Linked DNA regions of Mus musculus: region 2 is linked to region 1. Evidence: chromatin contacts called from public Hi-C data. All regions are on one chromosome and are shown on one strand. The core of a region is the stretch at or near the end of the contact, and the rest is flanking DNA. Distances in the headings are between cores, read along the strand shown. Region 1 has its middle 82 kb from the start of 4930431F10Rik. Region 2 has its middle 4.6 kb from the start of Gm40639.

Region 1 (5,074 bases), core at 281-2,780:
TGAGAAAGTCCACTTCTTTTTTTCCTCTTGTAAATTGTAGAGGTGAACTTCTATCACACAGATTTCTCATAAGTGTATGGAGAATTGCAGGTGTCTTCAAATAGGAAAGTGAGAATATTAGCTGTGTTTTGTTGCTCTTAGAAATTTCAGCTATTGGAATGAAAATCTTGTTCCATGTAAAGAGTGGTCAATGAGCTGTCACCTCGTTTAAAGACTGTGCTCAGCAGATCTCTGGAGGCTGGCTTCTGGTATACCTTCTCACAGTAGAAAGCATGCAGGGTGTACTGAGTGGTGGTGTTTCCTTGTGTTTCACTCTGAGAAATTAGCTTACTGTCTGGAGAGTGGCAAGAAAGGAGTAAGTATTCCTGGAAAGAAGCAGCTACACGTGTACTTACCAACTTCTAAACAGAATAGTCTCTATATGAAGGATGAGAAGTGCTTCTGAGCTGTGAGGGCACAAGCCAGAAGCTCCACAGAGGAACTCAGAGACAATTCCTTGTTTCCCATCCTACACTGAACTGTGGCTTTTAACTTTCTAATAAACAATGAAAGTGGGTGTTATAAATGTTGTTTCACTCTGCAGACTAACTGAAACAGAACATTGGGTGCTTCTTTACATATGAACAATAGCAGGTATGAAAATTTTGAGAAATAATATCAAAACTTTAGAGTAACAGGTTTGTTCTGACATGAAAATATGAACACTCTTTTGTGTAGTTTTTGATAAAGAAGTGTTAGGAATTGTTTATTTCATGTTCCAGATAAAATCCAATCCCTCCCCAATTATAATCAATCCAAGTTGAATATCTATTCTGGAATAGATATTAGAGTTCCCCTAAAGAAAAAAAATCGAGGACAAAGATGCAAATTCAAGCATTAGGACAGAGGTCTCCATAATTAAGTACCCTAAAAAAAAATCACTTAACAGTCTAAGTTTTGCTGTTTAGGAATGTTCCAAATAGGTTTCAAAGAGGCTCAGAAGAGCCCCTCGCTCAGCCACAGGCCAGATGAGGAGGAACTTTGCAAGACTCTCCGTGGCAAAAGGATGTTAGCCTTAACCAAGCTAGCCAGACCAACAATAGAAAACCCCAAAGATCAATGATGTTAATAAATGGAGAGACCAGTAAGTTGCCTTCCCACCAATGCTAACCACACCAAAAGTAAGTAAAACCCTAGCTTCTCATAACTGGTTCTTGTTCAGACTGAAGAGTGTGAAGAGCCACTTGCTGTGACCAACGGTAGCTGTGCTGCTCCTTTGTAGAAAGCCATGGTCTTCAAAGAGCTTAGTAAGGGTCTTCACTAAAGAACAAAAAAAAAAAAAAAAAAAAAACATGGGTAAGACTGGTTTCCTTTCAAGTTATGACTCAACTTTGGTCACCACACTTCCACTTGGACCTATTAACATTTGGTGATCAGAATGTCATTCGTTTTAATCGGCTGCCACAGCAAGAGCTTTGCTGCCTCTCAGTCATATAGAAACCCACAAGAATATCTCCTTTTGACTCTGTTCTCCACATCAAACCCACAGTGAAGCTAATGCTGCTGTCTATCTTCTCACAATCTACTAGAAAGTGGCCTGCTTTGCCTTGCTTACTCTGCTAAAGGAGGTAAGCAAGAAACAAAGAGCCTAATGTTACTTATAAATAGAGGGTGCTATTGTAAGCCTGCTTGTAAAATAATAAAGCAATATGCTTTCTCTCTCTCTCCCTCTCTCTCTCTCTCTCTCTCTCTCTCTCTCCCTCCCTCTCTCTCTCTCCCTCTCTCTCCCTCTCTCTCTCCCTCTCTCAATCTCTTTCTCTCTGAACCATGATCCATGTCTCTTGTGAACATAGTGAATAAATCCCTTTCAAGCAAGGGCAGTGTGGAGACCAGTAGAAGCCAGCAGTAGGGTACTCAAGATTGCTTACAGGCTCTGAAACATAGGTGTAGGGTACAAGGAGCTTATCAGAGAACAACCAAGAGTGACAAGGAAAGGAATGGAGGGAGGGAGGAGGAAAAAACAAACAAACAAAAACGAAGATTTTCATTTATCTTTCTTGGAGATCAGAGTATCTCTTCTTTGTTCAGGTGCAGATTTCAAGAAACTAATCTTTAATCCCAGCCCTTAAGATTTCAAGGCTAGCCTGGGCTACTTAGTAAGAGCCTATGTCAAAAAAATGTTGGCTTGGCTTTAAAAGTTTGTTCTTATTAGTGTTGCTATTGTATGATTCTATCAATATAAAACCCATATCTAAGATTCAAGAAGCTCTTCCCACGTGCCAGGCACCATAGCAAACATTAAACGCATTCATTGTCTCCTTTGATTCTCCAATTATCCTTTCCATCAGATAGAAATATTATCTCCAATTAAAATTAGAAGTCCGGGGCATAGAAAATGAAATTATGAGAAGTCAAACTAATAAACAGTGGTTCTGGGACACAACCCTGGGCTCAGTGTGCCCGGAGATCAAGTTATTATCTGCTTCAGGGTGTTTCCCTTAAAAACACTGAGCTGTTTGTGCATTCAGCAAACCTAAATAGCTTAGAGAGTACCCTGAGAGTAGTGATTGTACAATGCTTCTGCTGGCTCTGGGGAATGCCTTCTGTGTTTTAACATCCCCACATGGTTCACTCAAACTTCTAAATTTGAACTAGAACTGCGTAGAACATCAGACCCTGAAAAACAACCCAACTTTTACTGAGTGGTTTCACTCACACCTGTGGTTTTTACTAGTGTCAAATTTCCTCCCAAGTGTTTCTGTCAAGTTTTATCTTGCCCATTTTCCCCAGGGCCAGCCATCCCTGTCAACAGTGACAATCTCCTTGACAAACAGAAGTCAAGGGAGCTATCAGTTTTCATTCACTTTTCTAGCTGGTATAATCCCTGCGTCCTACAGACTGTGTTCCTTCTAAGAATTTCTGGCTCCTCGTATCTAGGGCTCTTGAGATTTGAACTGAGCTGCTTTGGCCAACGATACCTGTTTTCTGGAGCACACTTTCAGGTTAAAAGGATTGCTATAACTCCATTTTCTTGTAGTTTGTGTTATGAGAAGTGTTGTTACACTTCTGTGTGTGTGTGTGTGTGTGTGTGTGTGTGTGTGTGTGTGTGTGTGTGAGAGAGAGAGAGAGAGAGAGAGAGAGAGAGAGAGAGAAAGAGAGAGAGAGAGAGAGACTAAACTTGACTCCAAAGAATCTAGCATGCCCTTGACAAAGAATAGCTCTTGATAGAAAATTTTAAACTTATCTTTTGTTTTTGATACATACTGTTTCTTTACCCTTTCCATTTCTCACATAGGGCTCATCTTTCAGTGGTCTGAGCTAAGTGGAAAAAAGCTTGCTCAATCTCAGAATTCAGTCATTTCTTTTCGGTCATCTATTACTGTTAAATTTGTTAATATTGATGTAGGAGAAATCCACAGGACAGTAAATGCATCCATATAAATGGGCCACCATTAATCTAGCTTTTACAAATGTTAATTGGAGTGGGGTGGGAGCGTGACCAACAAGCATACATTTGTATGTCTGCTTCCTTCGATGTTTTCTTCATTTTCAATCTACCAATTCTCTGTTTTCCTTTTGAACTCTTCAGCATGGTTGAGTCTGGGAAAAGATAGCTTTCCATCTTCTCTTGAAGTTGAGCTGCATTCTAGGTGTTTTATCTTGTTGTCTCGGCAGTACTTTCTCATACTTACTTTCCACTGCCCATCCCCCATTGCCTAGGCATGTCCCTACTGTCACTTATGGCTCCTGTACTGAGAACAGGATATGAATACAGAAAAGAGAAAGTACTTGATAGCAATGACAGGAATGAGTGTACTTAAGACACTCATGGTAATATAGGTCCCATAGCTCCTTGCTGGGGTTAGGCATTCTCTTGGCCAAAGTTGATGTAAGAGAACTAAGTGACTGGAAAAGCGTGGTCCAATGTCTTTTCATCCACCCTAGTTGATGCTGGGGCTTATCCATGATAATATTTAAAACTGGGAATTCATCTTCAAGTTAACTATTAGAATGAATACATATCTTTTTTTGTCTCTTGGTTTCAGTGAGGAAAGACAGAAGTTCTATTTTCTTTTCTGAAGAAGAGAGGACACCCTATCAAGGAATCAGAAGATACACACTCACAAAAACAAGATGGAGCCATGAAAACTTGAGTTTTCTCAAGTGTCAATTTTCTATGTGGAAGACACCATTTTGCTATGGTTAGCTCCTAAATGTGCTGTGAAGATGAACTGAGTTAATACAAACATTTATAAACTTGGAGGCTACATAAAGATCAACTCGTGTTATTACTTTATTTTTTATTAATTCTTCTTGGCCTTTTCTTTAATGTTTGTTTCACATATATTGATGAGTTTTTTGAATATTGAAAGTTCCTTTTTTTGTAGTTTGATTTTTTTTTTTTTTTAACACCAAGGCTTGCCTCTGAGTTCCTTAAAAGTCTTGATTATAGTGTCACCGTTTCTGGAAAAAATTTTAGCCCCAGCTGGCAAACAATGAGTCATCATTTAAAAGTATTACTGCTGGAGTTTCTGTGGTTTGAATATGCTTGCCCCATAGGAAGTAGCACTTGTAGGAGGTATGGCCTTGTTGGAGTAGGTGTGGCCTTGTTGGTAGGGGTGTGTCACTGTGGAGGTGGGCTTTGAGGCTCCTATGCTCAAGCTCTACCCAGTTGGGAAGTGAGTCTCCTCCTGGATGCCTTTGGATCAAGATGTAGAGCTCTTGACTCTTCTGGCACCAAGTCTGCCTGTATGATGCTATGCTTCCTACCATGATGATAATGGACTGAACCTCTGAACTGTAATACAGCCCCAACTAAATGTTTGCCTTTATAAAAGTTGCCATGGTCATTATGCCTCTTCACAACAATGCAACTGTAACTAGGACAGATTTTTAGTTAATTTGAGTTAGAAAGCACATCCTTTATGGACTTTTTTTTTTTTTTTTTGTCTCACATGTTTACTGCTTATTAAGAAAGAGACCTATGGAAACTTGATAGATCCAAAGTACACATTTTGAAAAGTTTTTACTTTATTAATACAGGATCAAAACACATGTATTCTGCCTGAAACAGTGTAATGGAGCCTATATATTC
Region 2 (5,089 bases), core at 1,328-3,827, 200 kb before region 1:
ACAATAGCAACTGAAAATTCAATTAACTTTTCTTCTCTTTTTTTAAACAAATCATTTAAATTTTGTCTCATAAAATATATTTTGATCACATTCTTTCCCATCCCCCAACTCCTTCCAGATTTTTTGTCTTTCTCTACCCACCTAACTTCAGGTTCTTTATTTCTTTCTGTCTCTCTCAAAATAAAACAAAACAAAATAAAACCCAAAAAGAAGAGGAAGAAGAAGGAGAAGAAGAAGAAGGAGGAGGAGAAGGAGAAGGAGAAGAAGGAGAAGAAAATTAAAACAAACTAGCTAAAACACCCCAAAACCAAGAAGATAAAAACAAAACAAAAAGCATGCAAAAAACATGGAGTCTGTTTTGTGTTGACAACTACTCCAGGACTTGGGGCCTGCCCTGCAGTGTGGTCAGAATAGGCCAACTCTGATTGCATTGGAGAAAATTGATTTTCCTTTCCCAGCAGCTATCAGGTGCAAATAGCAATGTGATAAGGGGGACTCATGTCTTCTTCCCCTTCTCTATGTTGGGATTTTGTCTGCTTTGAACTTTGTTCAGGTCTTGTACAGACCGACACCGTCTCTGTGAGTTCATATGTGTAGCAGCCTTGTTGTGTGTGGAAGATGCCATTCCTTGGAGCCAGCCACTATCACTGTCTCTGAGAATCTTTCTGCTTCCTCTCCCACATAGGTCCTTGAGTCTTGAGAGAAGGGGTTTGTTAAAGACATTTCATTTAGAGCTGATTACTCTAAAGTCTCTCAATTTCTGCACACTGTCCAGCTGTGGGTCTCTAGTTAGTCACTATTCACAGGAAGGTGAAACTTCTCCATGAGGGTGAGGTGACACATTGATCTATGAGTGTAGCAATATATCCATATTAAATCATCCAGACAGTTTATTGCTATGTTTATTGCAGAAGTTGCCTTTAGCAGTAGGTTTCCCACTAGGGCCTATGACCTATCTATTTTAGACTTTTGGCCACTTTAGCAGTGTATTCTTTAGTGTGGATTCTGTTTCATGCAATGCGTCTTAAACCCAATCAAAAAGTGGCTTGTTACTCCTTTAACATCTGTGCCATAGCACATCTGTATTGCCTGCAGAAGACCACCATTGTAGGTCACAGGGTTTGTAGTTAAGTGGTATCGAGGACAAATTTTTCTCCTCTGGTATTATGCAAAGTACCTTCTAGCACCATGGATACCAGTCGGCAGGGGCAAAGCTTTTAGCTAGGCACCAGCTTAAGTTCTCCCTGCTTGATGACATGAGTAAGTGTATCTTCAGCAATAGGGCATTACTGTCAGATTATAAAGAGTGATGTAACTTTGGCAGTGGTAAAATTTTATTTTTAAACCAAGAAATTTCTGTCTGTGTTACCTCTGTTTACTTCCCATTTTTCAATAAAACATGAATTTAGAAAAATTAAGTCTTTTTAAAAAATTCCATGCATATTTTTTTTATCCCTTATAAAATAATTTAGTTTGTAATGCTGTGTAGGATCATTCCTAGGAGTCTGTGTTTTAGACAATTGATTACTGTCCCAGGTTGAGAGTTGAAAATAGGACTACCCTTATGTGGTTTTAAGCAGAAGGAAGTATAATTCTTCAAAATTCCTGGAAGGACTGCAGGCCGCCATTGACGGAGAGAGCACAGCTAGTTTGTTCTAACACCAGCTCTAACACCCACCCTCTCCTCAGCAGCTTCATGTGTTAAACCGAAAGCAAAGAAAGGCCAAAGCTATGCGTAATCTTTACAGATGCTACAGGCAAAGGGAGATGGTATGAGATGGCCGCGTGCCGCTTTGAACAAGGGCTCATGTGTGAGAACACAGCTGTGATGTGGTTGATCTGGAGGCTGACAAAGGTACCTCGTGTTCTAGGTCAGGAAAGCGGCAACCCTGAGTCGCTTTCTTCCCTTGTGAAACTTATTATCAAGAGATACCAACTTGCTGCCAAGTCAGGGTGTAAGTTTAGGAATGATGCAAACAATCTGAAAGACAGAGACAAAACAAAAATATTTGCTGCTTTGCCAGAGAAACAATGAAATATTTAGCTGTTGTGTGTCTTTTATGCTCCGGAAGCTTCCGAATTGGCAATCTTTGTAACTCTTAGAGTAAAACCGAGGAAAGAGGCTAGGAGAGGCTCATCCTGCTTAGTACCTTCTGGGTTGTTCTAGAGGAGAGATCATCTCATGTATGCAGCCTCGCATAAACCGAAACTGAAAGGCCAAAGGGAATAAAGCTCAGCCTCTTACGCTTTAGGCGGCACTAATGAACATCTTGATATTTATATGTCTTCTAATACTTTAATAACAAGCTATATAGACTCATGTCTCTTCACCACTCCACCCTCACGAGCCCCGCCTCTGCATACTTTCCATCTATATAGACAAAGGTAAACAGTCGGTTTGGGTTAGAAGATGTTATTTGGGAGCCATTCTTATAAGATTCAGGTGGAAGCAGGCAGGGACAAAGAGAGAAGCCTTCCCGCGATGCCATCCCTGGGAGCTCAGCCACACCCTCTCACTGGGAGCACGGACTTTCACTGTGGCAGGAGGTGTTTGTTTCTGGGTCACAGCTCTGTATTGACACTGCTTTTTGTTTTGTTTTGCTTTCTTCTTCTTTCTGAATGACTCAGATGTTGGTCTGTTGCTCTGGGTTAATGGCAGGAACAAATCATAGGGCCCACTGTTGCTAGGCTGGAAGGAGTGGACGTGACAGCTGGCACTCACTGGAGGAAGTTAACATCTGGACGCTGGAAGGCCTAAATCTGGTGACTCAGCCACCCTGCTTTCAGATACTTGTATGCGATGTGCCCATAAACATCTGACACTTCCTGGAGCGGTAATAAAGTTCATGACAAAGATTTTGGTGTCAGTAGTCTCTCTGCTAGGATATTAGCCATAGTGGTGATCAATTCTGAGAATGGATGGACTGTTATTAATTGCTTACAACTTAACACATGCCAGGCTCAGCCCTACCAGTTCATATAGCATAATACTGTGAAAGGTATATTGGCAGGTTTCCCCTCTTTTATTCAAAATAGTCGTTTCTCATATGAAATCAAAGTTTGCTTTGTAATTGGCCAATACCCAATTTAAAATTAATTCAAACTGAGTCCAGTTAGACAGAAGGGGATTCCAGGAGTGTTCACAGAACAAGTGTTATTAGAAGAAATCACAAAAAGGCAAAAACCAAACTTTAGCAAGCACTGAACCTTAACTCAGAGTAACTACGCCTGCTTTAGAAGGCAAGACACTCAACAGAAATTTAGAAGACAAAAATATAAAAGGCTTTGGACATGAACTAGCATAGTCAGATACCGAGGACTGAAGGAACTGGTTCAAACAGCCCAGAAGTATTTGATACAGGGCTGTTCATTCAGAGGGACAAAGATTCTGAAGGTTTTGGTGCATAAGAAAGGGCAGATCAGTTTAAAAGTGCTTCTCCGGGATTACTATAGTTATCACCAACTTTACCTTCCTCTAAAAATCTCATGAGATTCACTAAGTCCCATCCTGGCCCTCATTTACATTTTATTGTTTTGTATTTACACAAAACCCTTCCCTGACAACCGTTCACAGGTATTCAATGGCACCACACTTTCTGAGGCCAGAGACCTGTTATCCTCCTTCTTCATAAATTTATTTTTATTTTACACGTGTAGATGTTTTCCTTGCATGTTTGTCTGTGTACTGTTTGCAGGGATTGGCTGCAGAAGCCAGAAGAAAGTGTTGGAACTGGAGTTAACAGATGGTTGTTAGCAACCATGTCGGTGCTGGGAATGAAACGCGTGTCCCCTGGATGAGCTGCCAGCGCTAACCATTGAGCGGTGTCCCCCATCTCCTGATATCCTTCTTTGTGATTATTTACCGGCACAACACCAAATTCAGCATTCAGCCTATAGCTGGCACTTGCCTGATCAAATTATTGCTGAATGAATGCGTGTAAGAGTGAATGGCTAATACACTGGGCGTCTTGGAAACGAATACTGCTGACCGTGTAAAACAGCAGAGGCTGCCCAGCTGAACTTTCAGGCACGTATTCCATGAAGTCATCATTACGATGCTGTGACAGATGTCTTACTAACTTTTATCCCTTTGTGTTAGAAACTGAAACCTCCAGAAATGAAATAATGCGCATGCTCGGGTGGCTGGCATGGCTGCGGTTCAAATACAGAGCCATTTGTTTCGAAATCCTTTGCTCAGGTCACTCTTCCAAGCTACTGAACTTTGTTCTACCTCAGGTAATAGAAAACTAGGTCAACTTCTCTTGAGTAAAAAGAGGACGGTGGCTTTGTTGGGAGAATAGGGGGAGCTCTGCAGAAACTGAAACTGTTTTTTAGAGCACCAGAGTTGGAACTGAGCGAGGGAAGTTTATCAGACCAGACCCATCCGTGCCGCAGAAGGATGGGGGACACAGACATGACGTAACTCCAGACTCAAATCCTCTCCTTCACAGCTCTGACTTCAAAATCCCCCTTTCAACTGGTTTTAATGTTACCACAGTGCTGGAAAAAATCAAAGCAAATCCTTCGCATGATTTTAGAATATAAATTTCTAACGGGACCCAGACTGGCCTGGGTGCTGCGTGGCCAACATGCTACGGGCAGGAGAAACACAGAAGACGATTTTGTTCCCAGGCTCTGCGCACATCTCCATGGCCTCGTTGCTCCTCATAGCTTGGTTTCCGGGAGGTGCCGATATAACTAAAAAATACTTATCTAGCGTGGGGTTAATAGATGGCTGGGTGGTTTCTTAATACTTACGTAAGAACAATGCAGATGAGATTTCGTTTCTTCTGTTCTAATTGCCTTTTCCTCTCAAAGCAATCGGAACAGTTACTAGAAAGGGCAACAGTGCCTGCACGCCTGTGCCAGCCTTTCCTAGGCTTTCCTTTTTACTTTATGTTGTTGGGGATGAAACCCACCTTCTTATGCAAGCCATCCAAGCCTCTACTGCTCACCTATGCTTCCGCTCCGTCCCAGGCACTTTAAGGCAAGGTAATACTTGGTTGTCTTCTTTCTTTCTTTCTTTCTTTCTTTCTTTCTTTCTTTCTTTCTTTCTTTCTTTCTTTCTTTCTTTCCTTCCTCTTCCTCT

What was found. Hi-C and Micro-C count contacts between places; a contact is called where the count stands out from the background.
Region 2: a contact with region 1 is called in a Hi-C map of natural killer cells, with 3 times the contacts expected there. The contact joins two enhancer-like sites. A contact is called at or near these places in 2 of 484 Hi-C or Micro-C datasets (both in natural killer cells) and 2 of 115 datasets of contacts at active chromatin or transcription factors (CD8 T cells and effector CD8 T cells).

The regions. Positions count from the first base shown.
Region 1 is chr10:44,818,212-44,823,285 of GRCm38.p6, reverse strand. No RefSeq gene overlaps it. Among named protein-coding and RNA genes, the nearest start is that of 4930431F10Rik, 82 kb to the right of the region's middle. Within about 2 kb of position 1,530, at least 13 of the 459 cell types and tissues checked have an H3K27ac peak or open chromatin away from gene starts, as enhancers often do. A contact at or near this core is called in CD8 T cells, effector CD8 T cells and natural killer cells, where this site is marked.
Region 2 is chr10:45,017,204-45,022,292 of GRCm38.p6, reverse strand. No RefSeq gene overlaps it. Among named protein-coding and RNA genes, the nearest start is that of Gm40639, 4.6 kb to the left of the region's middle. Within about 2 kb of position 2,577, at least 71 of the 459 cell types and tissues checked have an H3K27ac peak or open chromatin away from gene starts, as enhancers often do. A contact at or near this core is called in CD8 T cells, effector CD8 T cells and natural killer cells, where this site is marked.